2 separate regions of the Sus scrofa genome follow, and region 1 is linked to region 2. A link is a contact called in public HiChIP or PLAC-seq data. All regions are on one chromosome and are shown on one strand. The core of a region is the stretch at or near the end of the contact, and the rest is flanking DNA. Distances in the headings are between cores, read along the strand shown.

The links. HiChIP or PLAC-seq counts read pairs in DNA pulled down with a chosen protein or histone mark.
Region 1: an H3K27ac HiChIP or PLAC-seq map of skeletal muscle shows a contact between it and region 2, with 3 times the contacts expected there. The contact joins the promoter of RING1 here to the promoter of TAP2 in region 2. A contact is called at or near these places in 5 of 47 Hi-C or Micro-C datasets (blood, embryonic fibroblasts, heart right ventricle and 2 more) and 2 of 2 datasets of contacts at active chromatin or transcription factors (alveolar macrophages and skeletal muscle).

Annotation. Positions count from the first base shown.
Region 1 is chr7:25,249,673-25,254,420 of Sscrofa11.1, forward strand. RING1 (ring finger protein 1) reads left to right here and starts at 1,835. Exons shown (of 7, transcript NM_001190235.1): 1 at 1,835-1,971; 2 at 2,093-2,225; 3 at 2,921-3,081; 4 at 3,178-3,393; 5 at 4,302-4,691. The coding sequence starts at 2,148. It overlaps MIR219A (microRNA 219a), which reads left to right and starts at 1,167; the gene lies at 1,167-1,249. It overlaps HSD17B8 (hydroxysteroid 17-beta dehydrogenase 8), which reads left to right. Exons shown (of 9, transcript NM_001130730.1): 9 at 1-114.
Region 2 is chr7:25,055,546-25,060,593 of Sscrofa11.1, forward strand. TAP2 (transporter 2, ATP-binding cassette, sub-family B (MDR/TAP)) reads right to left here and starts at 1,318. Exons shown (of 12, transcript NM_001206441.1): 1 at 1,172-1,318; 2 at 255-755; 3 at 53-167. The coding sequence starts at 747. It overlaps PSMB8 (proteasome (prosome, macropain) subunit, beta type, 8 (large multifunctional peptidase 7)), which reads right to left. Exons shown (of 6, transcript NM_213935.2): 2 at 4,912-5,048; 3 at 4,630-4,741; 4 at 4,067-4,196; 5 at 3,493-3,697; 6 at 2,911-3,247. The coding sequence ends at 3,159.

The DNA.
Region 1 (4,748 bases), core at 585-3,084, 190 kb after region 2:
GGACTCTGAGTTCCCAGGCTACAAAAGGGGTGGCAGTGTATGGCTCAAGAATGCTGAATATGGGAGGCAGGGGTGCTTGTGACCCTAATAAATTCCAAATCCTCTTCCCTGCCACCTCCGGTTCTTCTTGTGTCCAAGTCCTCAGACCCTTCCCCACCTCCCCCTCCTTTCCCTTTCGGGAAGGATTGTTCCCTTTCACTGCCTGGTCTCCCAGGGCAACCCCCGCCGCCGGGTGTGAGAGGAGAGAGTGTGTGTCACTGTGTGTGCGTGACACTCTGGGTCTTTTGGAGGGAGGGGTCTCTGCACCACCCCCTTCCACTGATTCTGCAGCCCCAGTCCCTCCCCCCCCCAATACCCTGGGTCCTTGTGGTCCCCAAGGGTGATTCGTTCATGGCCCCATCCTGGTGTCCAGTCTAGCCTTGGAAGGGGGTCTTGGAACAGGTGGCCCTCCCCCACCCCTCTCCTTTCTCTGAGTGCCCCCCTCCCTTTTCTCTCCACCTTACAATAGCTGCAGCCGGCCGGGGGTCGGATGGGGGGGGATTAGGGGAGGGGGCCAGGATTAGGGGAATGGACCAGCCGATGAAAAGGGCTGGAGGAGAGCAGAAGGGAGGGGGTTGGGAGGAGGAGGAGGAAGGGGAGGGGGTCCGCGCTAATCGACTCTGGAGCCCACATAAGGACTGGCCACGGACTGAAGGAGAGGACAGGGAAGTAGGGGGGAACTGGGAGAGGGGGCGAGGGGACCCACTGCTGCCTTGTCCCAGAAACAGGCCACCCCCTGGCAGTTGCAGCCCAAGTCTGGGAGCCTCAGCTCAGGCTGGAGGAGACAGGACGCCCATCCCGGTCTCTTTTCCCCCCCGGATCCCTCTCATCCCCTGCCCTCAATGGGGATCGCTCTGCCCTTTCCTCTTCTCTTTTCTCCCCGTCCCCTTCCTTTACTGGAAAGTCCTGGAGGAGGTTTCTGCCCGCTTCCCACTTCAGACATTCGGCCCCTTGTGCCACCAACCCCCTCCCCACACGCGCACACCCCCTCCCCGACTGGGGCCCCATCTTGTGTGTGTGTGTGTGTGTGTGTGTGTGTGTGTGTGTGTTGAGTGTGTGTGTCCCTGCTTCCGCATGGTGTCTCCATTCCCCCGTACCTCCCGTGCGCCTCCCTCCCCCGCCCCGGGCCGCGGCTCTTGATTGTCCAAACGCAATTCTCGAGTCTATAGCTCTGGCCGAGAGTTGAGTCTGGACGTCCCGAGCCGTCGCCCCCAAACCTCGAGGGGAGAGCGGGTCGGAGAGTCTAGGCAGAGCCAAAGCGGAGGGTGGAGCAAGTCCCCTGGGCGGTAAGGGGAATCCCGGACACATAGGGACATAGTTGCGTTCACAAGACTGGCTGTAGCGGCAGAGGTTCCTTGGCAGAGGCTCCTTATCTCCGGAATCCCGGGCTGGGGTTATGGAGAAGTTGTGTTCGGGGAAGAAGGGAGCCGCTCCCCAAGAGCCGGCAGGGGACGCGGCGTGGGGGAGGTGGCCCCTTTTCCAATTCCCTCCATCCCCTCCCGGGGTCCGAGCGATCCCAGGCCCCGCCCTCCGGACTCCGGAGCAGAGGCCCCGAGTGGGGACCTTGGGAAGGGAAGGGTGGCAAAAGTTGGCCGCGTGACGGTGCTGGCTCGGGGACCGAGACCGCGGTCCCCACGTGGTGCGGGACTCCGGGGACGCCGGCTCCTCAGGGGGGCGGGGGAACCCGGGCGTCCACGTCGCGTCCCACCCGCGCCGCGACTGGCGGGTGACGTCTCCGCAGGCGGGGGGGTGGGGTGGAGTGGAGTGGAGGGGCAGGCGGAAGTGACGTAGGGCCCTAGCGCCCGGGCCATGGCGGCGGCGGCGGCGGGACCTGCTGTCTGAGCAGCGGCTGCAGACCGAGCGAACTCGGCCGGGGAGCCCGGGCCCCAGGAGAGGCGCTGCGGCAGCGGGAGCGCGGACGGCTGGAGCCGGGTGAGGGGCTGCGCCGGCGCGGGGTGGGGAGTGGAGGGGGCAGCCTCGGGAGGGCGGGGTCTGCGCCGGGGGCGGCCCCCCTAACCCTCTCCCTCCCCTTCCCCCTTCCCCCACTACCCAGTCTACATCTCCTCTTCGGTGGTGGAGCCCTGGTGGGGGGTCTGTGCCCGGTCACCATGACGACGCCGGCGAATGCCCAGAATGCCAGCAAAACGTGGGAACTGAGTCTGTACGAGCTGCACCGGACCCCGCAGGTGACAGGGATTCTCCCCTTACAGCATACTCCCGTTCCCCCCTCTATCCACAGATGCTCCTCTCACAGCCTCTTTTGAAATTTTTTTGGCCCCGTTCTGACCCTGCCCGGTTTCACACTCCCTGGCCCTACCTTTGAATCACCTTAATCTTTTAAAGCGCCTTTCACCTTTATCTCATTTCATCCTCAAAACACACGGGCCAGAGAGGTAGAGCAAGTATTACTGTCTTCATTTGAAAGACAGTAAACAGAAATTACCTTTCCCTCTTTCTCAGTTCAGCATCATAGGTCAGGGCATTTAAGACTCATCTTGGGAGTTTATTAAAAATGGAATTCCCGGCTTGCTGTCATCTGCCACTAACATTCTGATCCAGTACTGGGATGGGACCCCAGATTCTGCATTTTTTAACATGCACTCTAGGGGATTTTGATATAAGTGTTACCAGGACCATACTTTAGAGATCCTATTGACAAAGTCTTCCCCAGATTGAAAATCTGTGCCAATCACCAAACCTTAGATCCTCCTATTCCAAAGCTCCTACTCAGAATTCTTATCTTCCTCAAGAGGCCAACATGGGGCAACCAGATTCTGCCATCTCACTGTATTTCTCAAACCTCCAAATTTCATGGACCACTTGTTTCTAAAACCTTTTCTCCCCAACCCACCACTACCTTTCTGCTCATTGATGCCTCCAGGAAGCCATCATGGATGGCACAGAGATTGCAGTTTCCCCTCGGTCACTGCATTCAGAACTCATGTGCCCCATCTGCCTGGACATGCTGAAGAATACGATGACCACCAAGGAGTGCCTCCACCGATTCTGCTCTGACTGCATTGTCACGGCCTTGCGGAGCGGGTAACAGGAGGGACATGTTTGAGGTGGGGTGAGAGGTACAGAGTTGGGCCCTCAATGTCCTGGTGACTACATAGGGTTTCCTTTCTCCCCCTCTAGGAACAAGGAGTGCCCTACCTGCCGAAAGAAGCTGGTATCCAAGAGGTCTCTGCGGCCAGACCCCAACTTTGATGCCCTGATCTCTAAGATCTATCCCAGCCGGGAGGAATACGAGGCCCACCAAGACAGGGTGCTCATCCGCCTCAGCCGCCTGCACAACCAGCAGGCACTGAGCTCCAGCATTGAGGAGGGGCTGCGCATGCAGGCCATGCACAGGTTCGGGGGCGAGGAGAAAGGCGGCTGCAGGGTGGGTGGGACAGATCTGTAGGTCAGACTCCTGGCGCTGTCTCTGCTTCTAAGCCTTAGCATTCCTGATGCTGCCTGCAGTCTGTCACGCCTGGAAGTCATAGATGTAAATTGCAGTATCTTGGTTAGCAGCTGGTACTATTCTAACTTTTTAAAAGTTGGAACAGTAGAGTGATTTTTTTTTAAGCTGAATTTTATTTATCTACTTATTTTTTGGCTTCACCAGTGGCATATGGAGTTCCTGGGCCAGGGATCAGATCTGAACCACAGTTGCCAACTACGCTGCAGCTACAGCTGCGGCAATGCAGGATCCTTTAACTCACTGTGCTCCGCCAGGGATCCAACCTGCTTTGTCCTGGCGCTCCAGAGATGCCGCTGATCCTGATGTGCCACAGTGGGAACTCCGGTCGAGTGGTTTTTGAGCGTAAACTCTAGGCTTGCACTGCTGGGCATTAAATCACTTCCTAGGTCAGCATCACCCAATCTTTAATGTGTATCCAAATTACCAGAGAGTCTTGTTAAAAGTGCAAGTTCTGATTCAGTAGGTCAGGGGTTGGGCCTGAGAGTCTTCGTTTCTACAAGCGTCTGGTACTGGTTCTTGGACCACACTCTGAGAGGCAAAGGGACTGTGATCTTGAGCAAGTTATTTAACCTCTCCCAAGCCTCAGTTTCCTCAGCCATAAAAGAGAGAAGATGCAACTACTTGTGTCCTTAGGATTTGTATAATGTGAGGCACCAGTGCAACACACTTAGCAGGGTGCTTAGCATGTAGTTAGTATTTAGTAATTGTTAGGTAGTGTCATTAAGAGTTCCCTGAAGTCTAAAGTCTAAACCCCTTATCCTTGGTACTTTCTAACCTCAACCCCTTGCTTCCACAGGGCCCAGCGTGTGAGGCGGCCAATGCCTGGGTCAGATCAGACCACAACGATGAGTGGAGGGGAAGGAGAGCCTGGGGAGGGAGAGGGGGATGGAGAGGATGTGAGCTCAGACTCTGCCCCTGACTCTGCCCCGGGCCCTGCTCCCAAGCGACCCCGTGGAGGGGGTGCAGGGGGGAGCAGTGTGGGGACAGGGGGAGGTGGCACTGGTGGGGTGGGTGGGGGTGCCGGTTCTGAAGACTCTGGTGACCGGGGAGGGACCCTGGGAGGGGGAACCCTGGGTCCCCCAAGCCCTCCTGGGGCTCCCAGTCCCCCAGAGCCAGGTGGAGAAATTGAGCTCGTGTTCCGGCCCCACCCCCTGCTCGTGGAGAAGGGAGAATACTGCCAGACTAGGTGAGAGCCTTGTCTTTCCCCAGACTCCTGCGAAACCAAAGGTCGCATAATCTTCCG
Region 2 (5,048 bases), core at 68-2,567:
AAAGTGAGGGCCCCTGTCAACACCTGGAGCCAGCAAATCACCCATCACCTACCTCCCAACGGAGAAAAGACTCATGAACAAGATGGCGCTGACAAAGGCATCAGGGTCAAAATCACCCCCCAGGATGTCAATCACGAGGCCAGAATAGTAAGGGATTAGTGTCTCACCTGCAAGAGACATGAGGACCACAGTGAATAGGCTGCTGCCAAGGGCCTTTTCCCACCTCCAATTCACTGCGCCCTCTCCTGACTCACCCAACACGGCAAGGACAAGAAAGAAGAAGGCAGCAGCCAGGAAAGGCCAGTCCGGCCAGGAGAGCTTCAGCAACCTCCACATCAAAGCTCTGTTGTTCTCCTGGTCCTCCTTCTTCTCCTGGGCTCCTGGAGGGCTCAGCACTGCCCACACTGCCCAGCTGAGCCCCGCAGCCCCGGACCCCAGCAGCAGCCAGCTCCAAGGGGCTGAAGCCACTCTGGCTGGGGGAGCACTCAAGGCTCCTGGGACCAGGGCCCTCAAGGAGAGAAAGAAGGGGATCACCAGGCAGAGGGGGCACAGCAGTGTCCGCACATATCCCAGCAGCCCTCCCAGCCTCAGCAGCCACCAAAGCCCTCCAAGTCGCAAGATGCCCTCCAGCCACAGGCCTGGAAGCCCTCGAGGAAGCAGAGCCTCCAGAGGTCCCTGGAGCAGCCAGAGTAAGGCCGAGTCCGCCAGCAGCAGGGCGGCCCAGGGTCTCAGGTCAGGGAGCCGCATGGCGAGGTCTGTGGGGAGAAGGGGAGAAGTGCCAGGGGTGGAGTCCCAGTCCTCGGCGCTACCCCCGCCCCCATTCCCACTCCTCCCAACGCGCCCATGGGCTTCCCACTCGATTTACCCAACCCTACCGAGTACCCTGTGCTCCCTCCTAGGACACAAGGCATTCGGCCTGACCGAAGGCGCTGGGAAGCCTGACCACCTGCAGCCTCATCTTAAAAAAAAAAAGTCCCATTACCCTCCCCCCAACCCCCGCCCCACTCCTCTGCCAGCCGCCGCCGTGTTCCAGCGGGCGGCCGGGCGGTCCCTGCCTCGCTCCCTCTCTTCCCCCGGACCTTAGGGACAGGAATCACCGTACACCGAGCGGGGGAGGCGGTAGGTGGGCTGCGTCCCCTTAGCGCTCTAGACTTCCACCCGCCCCACTCACCAGCGGCGGCTTCTGCGATGCAGCTCCAGGGATCTTTCCTTTAAGTGCGGAGGGCTGAGCTCGGAGGGCTGAGCTCGGAACCCCCTCGCACTGTCTCAACGTTGTCTCCCCTCGATCTGCGGGCGATGCTCTCCGGGCCGGGGCGTCCCGGCTCCCCGCGCCTTTCGCTTTCGCTTCCCCAGCGCGTGCCTTGTTCTGTGCCCGGCGGCCAGCAGGGGGCGCGCGACACCGCAGACCCAGGGACACGCCCAAGTCCCGCTCCACTTGCCAGGCCCGGGCTTAAATCGCCCACTCTCAGCAGCAGTTACTCTATCATAGGAAACGGTTGCATTTCTTAAATTGCCACTAAGAAAATTGCCACGAAATAGTTGGAGAACCGCTGGATTTTCTTACCTCAAGTTCTCTTTGCCCCAGCCCTGAACCTGTTTTGAGAACTGCTCTCTTTTCTTATCAAAGCTCCAGTTGTAGGCTCTTGAGATAGAAAAAACAGAGCCAGATCCCGAGCAAGAAACACACAGAATTTCTCCTAAATAGAAGCCGCAACTGCTCCTACCAGGACCTACCATGGGTTTCAACTTACAGATTTTGAGCTGAGAAGGCCTCACCCCGTGTCGTCTTCTATCTTTGTCAACAGCTCCTGAGCAGAGAATGTGTCAGACACCTCTAAATTGATGCTCCAAATTAAGCTGGGAGCACTGTCGGTACATGAAGGAAGGGGACTTTGTTTCTTGGTCTATTTTAACACTGAGTAGCACAGGAATCCGATTTCCATGGGTCCTGCCTGATCCAGGGCCTGTCTATGGACTGTGAAGCTTGCTTTATTCCAGAAATAACAATTCAGGTTGAAACTACCTCCCAGACTCAAAATAACCCCCAAGGGAGGATCACTTGGAGTCCAGTGGATTCCAGTCCATCTTTTTGAAAGGTCATTGGCGTGAGGAGGAGTGAGTCACTTCAAATTTAAAGTGGGGAGGGGGAGATTGAAGTTAGGGAATTACTAAAACTTCTCCAACCCTGTCCATGTGGGGATTTTAAGGATCTCTCTAATGGAAAAGCTCCACGCTCAGCTGCTTCCTACAAGCTCTTCCTTTGAACAACTCTCCTTGGAGCCATGACATTGTCCTGCTCCCTCCTGCAGCTCCAGAGTGACGCAGAGGCTCTCGTATGTCTCATCTTTCCCAGCTAGTTACTTTTTCCTCATGTTCCCCACCTCAGCGAGTCCTTCTTATCTCCTCTTCCATTTCAATCACGGTCTTGTCATCTAGCAATTGAGTGTGACACAGCATGAAACTGAACCCCGAATGTCCATCGTTCCACTTCCTATCCAGTCTCTCCACCGTGTTCGAGGTCAGTGGGACCACGGTGGCAATTATTATGGCCCACACGTTAGGTGGAAGCTTTCTCATCCTACTCTACAGCACCAGAAACGGTTGTTCTAAGTGTCCTTCTCCCAGATGCCCAAACCATTCACCACCGACCTCCCAAGACGTCTCCAGGCGGAGCTCCCATAGAAAGGACCCTAAACCAAATTAAATTGCTGGTAAATGTGCACAGACAATGAGCCTTCCCGAGGTCTGGAGAGATGAATATGGAAGGAAAACCCAGGAGAAATATTTGGTGAGGCCCCACTTCTTGGGGGGGGGTTGCATATCTCTTCTCAGGAAAAGTCTGAGTGGATTTCCTGCCCCCTCCTCCCAACAATCCCCACCCAACGCCCACTCAGCCACAACACAGAGGCATGTGTGTAACCGTTTTCTTTTATTGTGCTTAGTGAGATGCCCAGAAGGTTGGGGTTGGGGAGGGGGGGAGGCTCCATTGAAGCAGAGACTACACAAAAGGATAAACTCCGCCCTGCCTCCCAGGGACCACTGGTTCATTCCCTCTGGGTCACGTTAGGCCCCTCTTTCTTCTGGGGCCTGAACTGGTCCAGGTCCCTGAGTAGGCCCGGCTTCCTCAGGAGAGGCCGGCCCAGCTGCCGCCGCCACCCTTACAGACTGGCCTCCCGGTACTGGTGCATCAGGTCACTGACGTCCGTACTCTCCACCTTCACCCACCCATCTTCCTTCATGTGGTACACTGCAAGCAAGGCAGAAAGAACAGGGCGTGACTTTCCCCTTCGGTGAGTTCCTATTATACGTGATGTTCTGTTGACGGGGGCAACAGCAACACGCAATGTCAAAGCCTTTCATGCTGGGACTTCCGGTGCCCCTGTTCTGGCTCTGAACACCTGCTCCCTGCCCCTCTGCCTCCTCCACGTCTCCCAATCTCAAACCCCCTCCCCCCACCCGCCAGGATGGGGGCGGGGGGCCTTAGTCTCTTACTATTGACAACGCCTCCAGAATAGCTGTCTCGATGAGTGGCATGAACAATAGCCCTCCGGCCCAGGTCATAGGCCTCTTCAATGCTAAGATCGTACCGATGGCCACTGTCCATGACCCCATAAGCGTAGGTGTTCCCGCTACCAGTGGAGAACATATTTCCCGAGAGCCGAGTCCCATTTTCATCCACATAGTAGAGTCCAGGACCCTATAGGATGTAAGAAGGTTCCAGGTGGGGACTGGAGAGGAAGCTCTTGGTAACGGACAGATTCAAGTGTGAGCCAGGACAAGTGGACGAAAGAATAAGGGTGACCACAGAAACATTTGAACTTTGGGTAACATAGCACTTTGGTAACAATCATAGAACTTTGGGGGGGGGGACAAACTTGGAATCAGCTATTTTGTCAAAAGGAACAAGTTTATGAAACAGTGGGTCCTCAGCCAGACCCAGAAATTGCCAGTGGACGTGCTGGAACAGTTCTGTAACCAAGGAGTCCACGTGCCACATACCTCGGAGGGGAGGGAGTGAAAGTGTACGATGGGGAAACTGATCTCTCATCCACAGTGGGAGACTCACCTTCTTGTCCCAGCCACAGATCATACTGCCCATGGAGAGGCCCATGCCCCGGTACTGGTACATCATATTGGAGAGCAGTTTGGAGGCTGCGGACACTGAGATACGGTCCCCATTCCGCAGATAGTACAACCTGGGGAGGACAGGGCGGTTCGGTTTGGGAGGGGACTTCGAAGTGGCAGGAGAAGGCTAGCTGGGGGTGCAGACAATGACTGAAGAGCTAAGTATTTGAAAGGAAGGGTTTTGTGGGCTCTAAGGATCAGGGAAAGATTTGGAATGTAAAGTATCTAAGCCACATCGAGAGATCCCAGTGAACCATAAGATCCCACCCAGCACCGATGGTGTCAGTGCTAAATGACTGACAAATTGTCTGGCTTATGGGCAGGAGCACAGGCTGAGATTTGGGAGAGGATTTTCAATCACCAAAAGGCTGTTTTTTGAACTACTTCGTTAGCGCTAAAATGCTACGTTAGCACAGGGGAAGTGAATGAGGAGCAGCAATCTGGAAGACCCAGAATCCGAGATTGAAACCTAGGCTTGGAAGAGAGGTCAGAGGCCTCACCTACCTGCACTCCTTGGCCAGCAGACGCTCCCAATACTGACAGTCTGCCGCAGAGCCAGACATGGTGCCAAGCAGGTAAGGGTTAATCTCAATCACCTTGTTCACTCTTAATGTGGCTGGAAGAAGATGGAGTTTTGAGAAAGGAGCAATGACCTCCACACACACACACACAGCTCTCCCTGTATGTCCTAAATCAGCATCTTCTTCCACTTTGGTGCTGATGTCGAACTCGGGCTCAGAGGAGGGCCCGGATGTCCAGACGCTGCCAGCTGGAACACACACTCACCAATGTAACTCCCGGCCGAGGCCCGAGAATCCACCGCCACAATCACTCCGTGCTGGAACTTGAAGGCCAGCGTGGTAGTGCCATGAGCCATCTCAATCTGTACGTTCCTTTCTCCATCCCCACCCAGGGACCGGAGG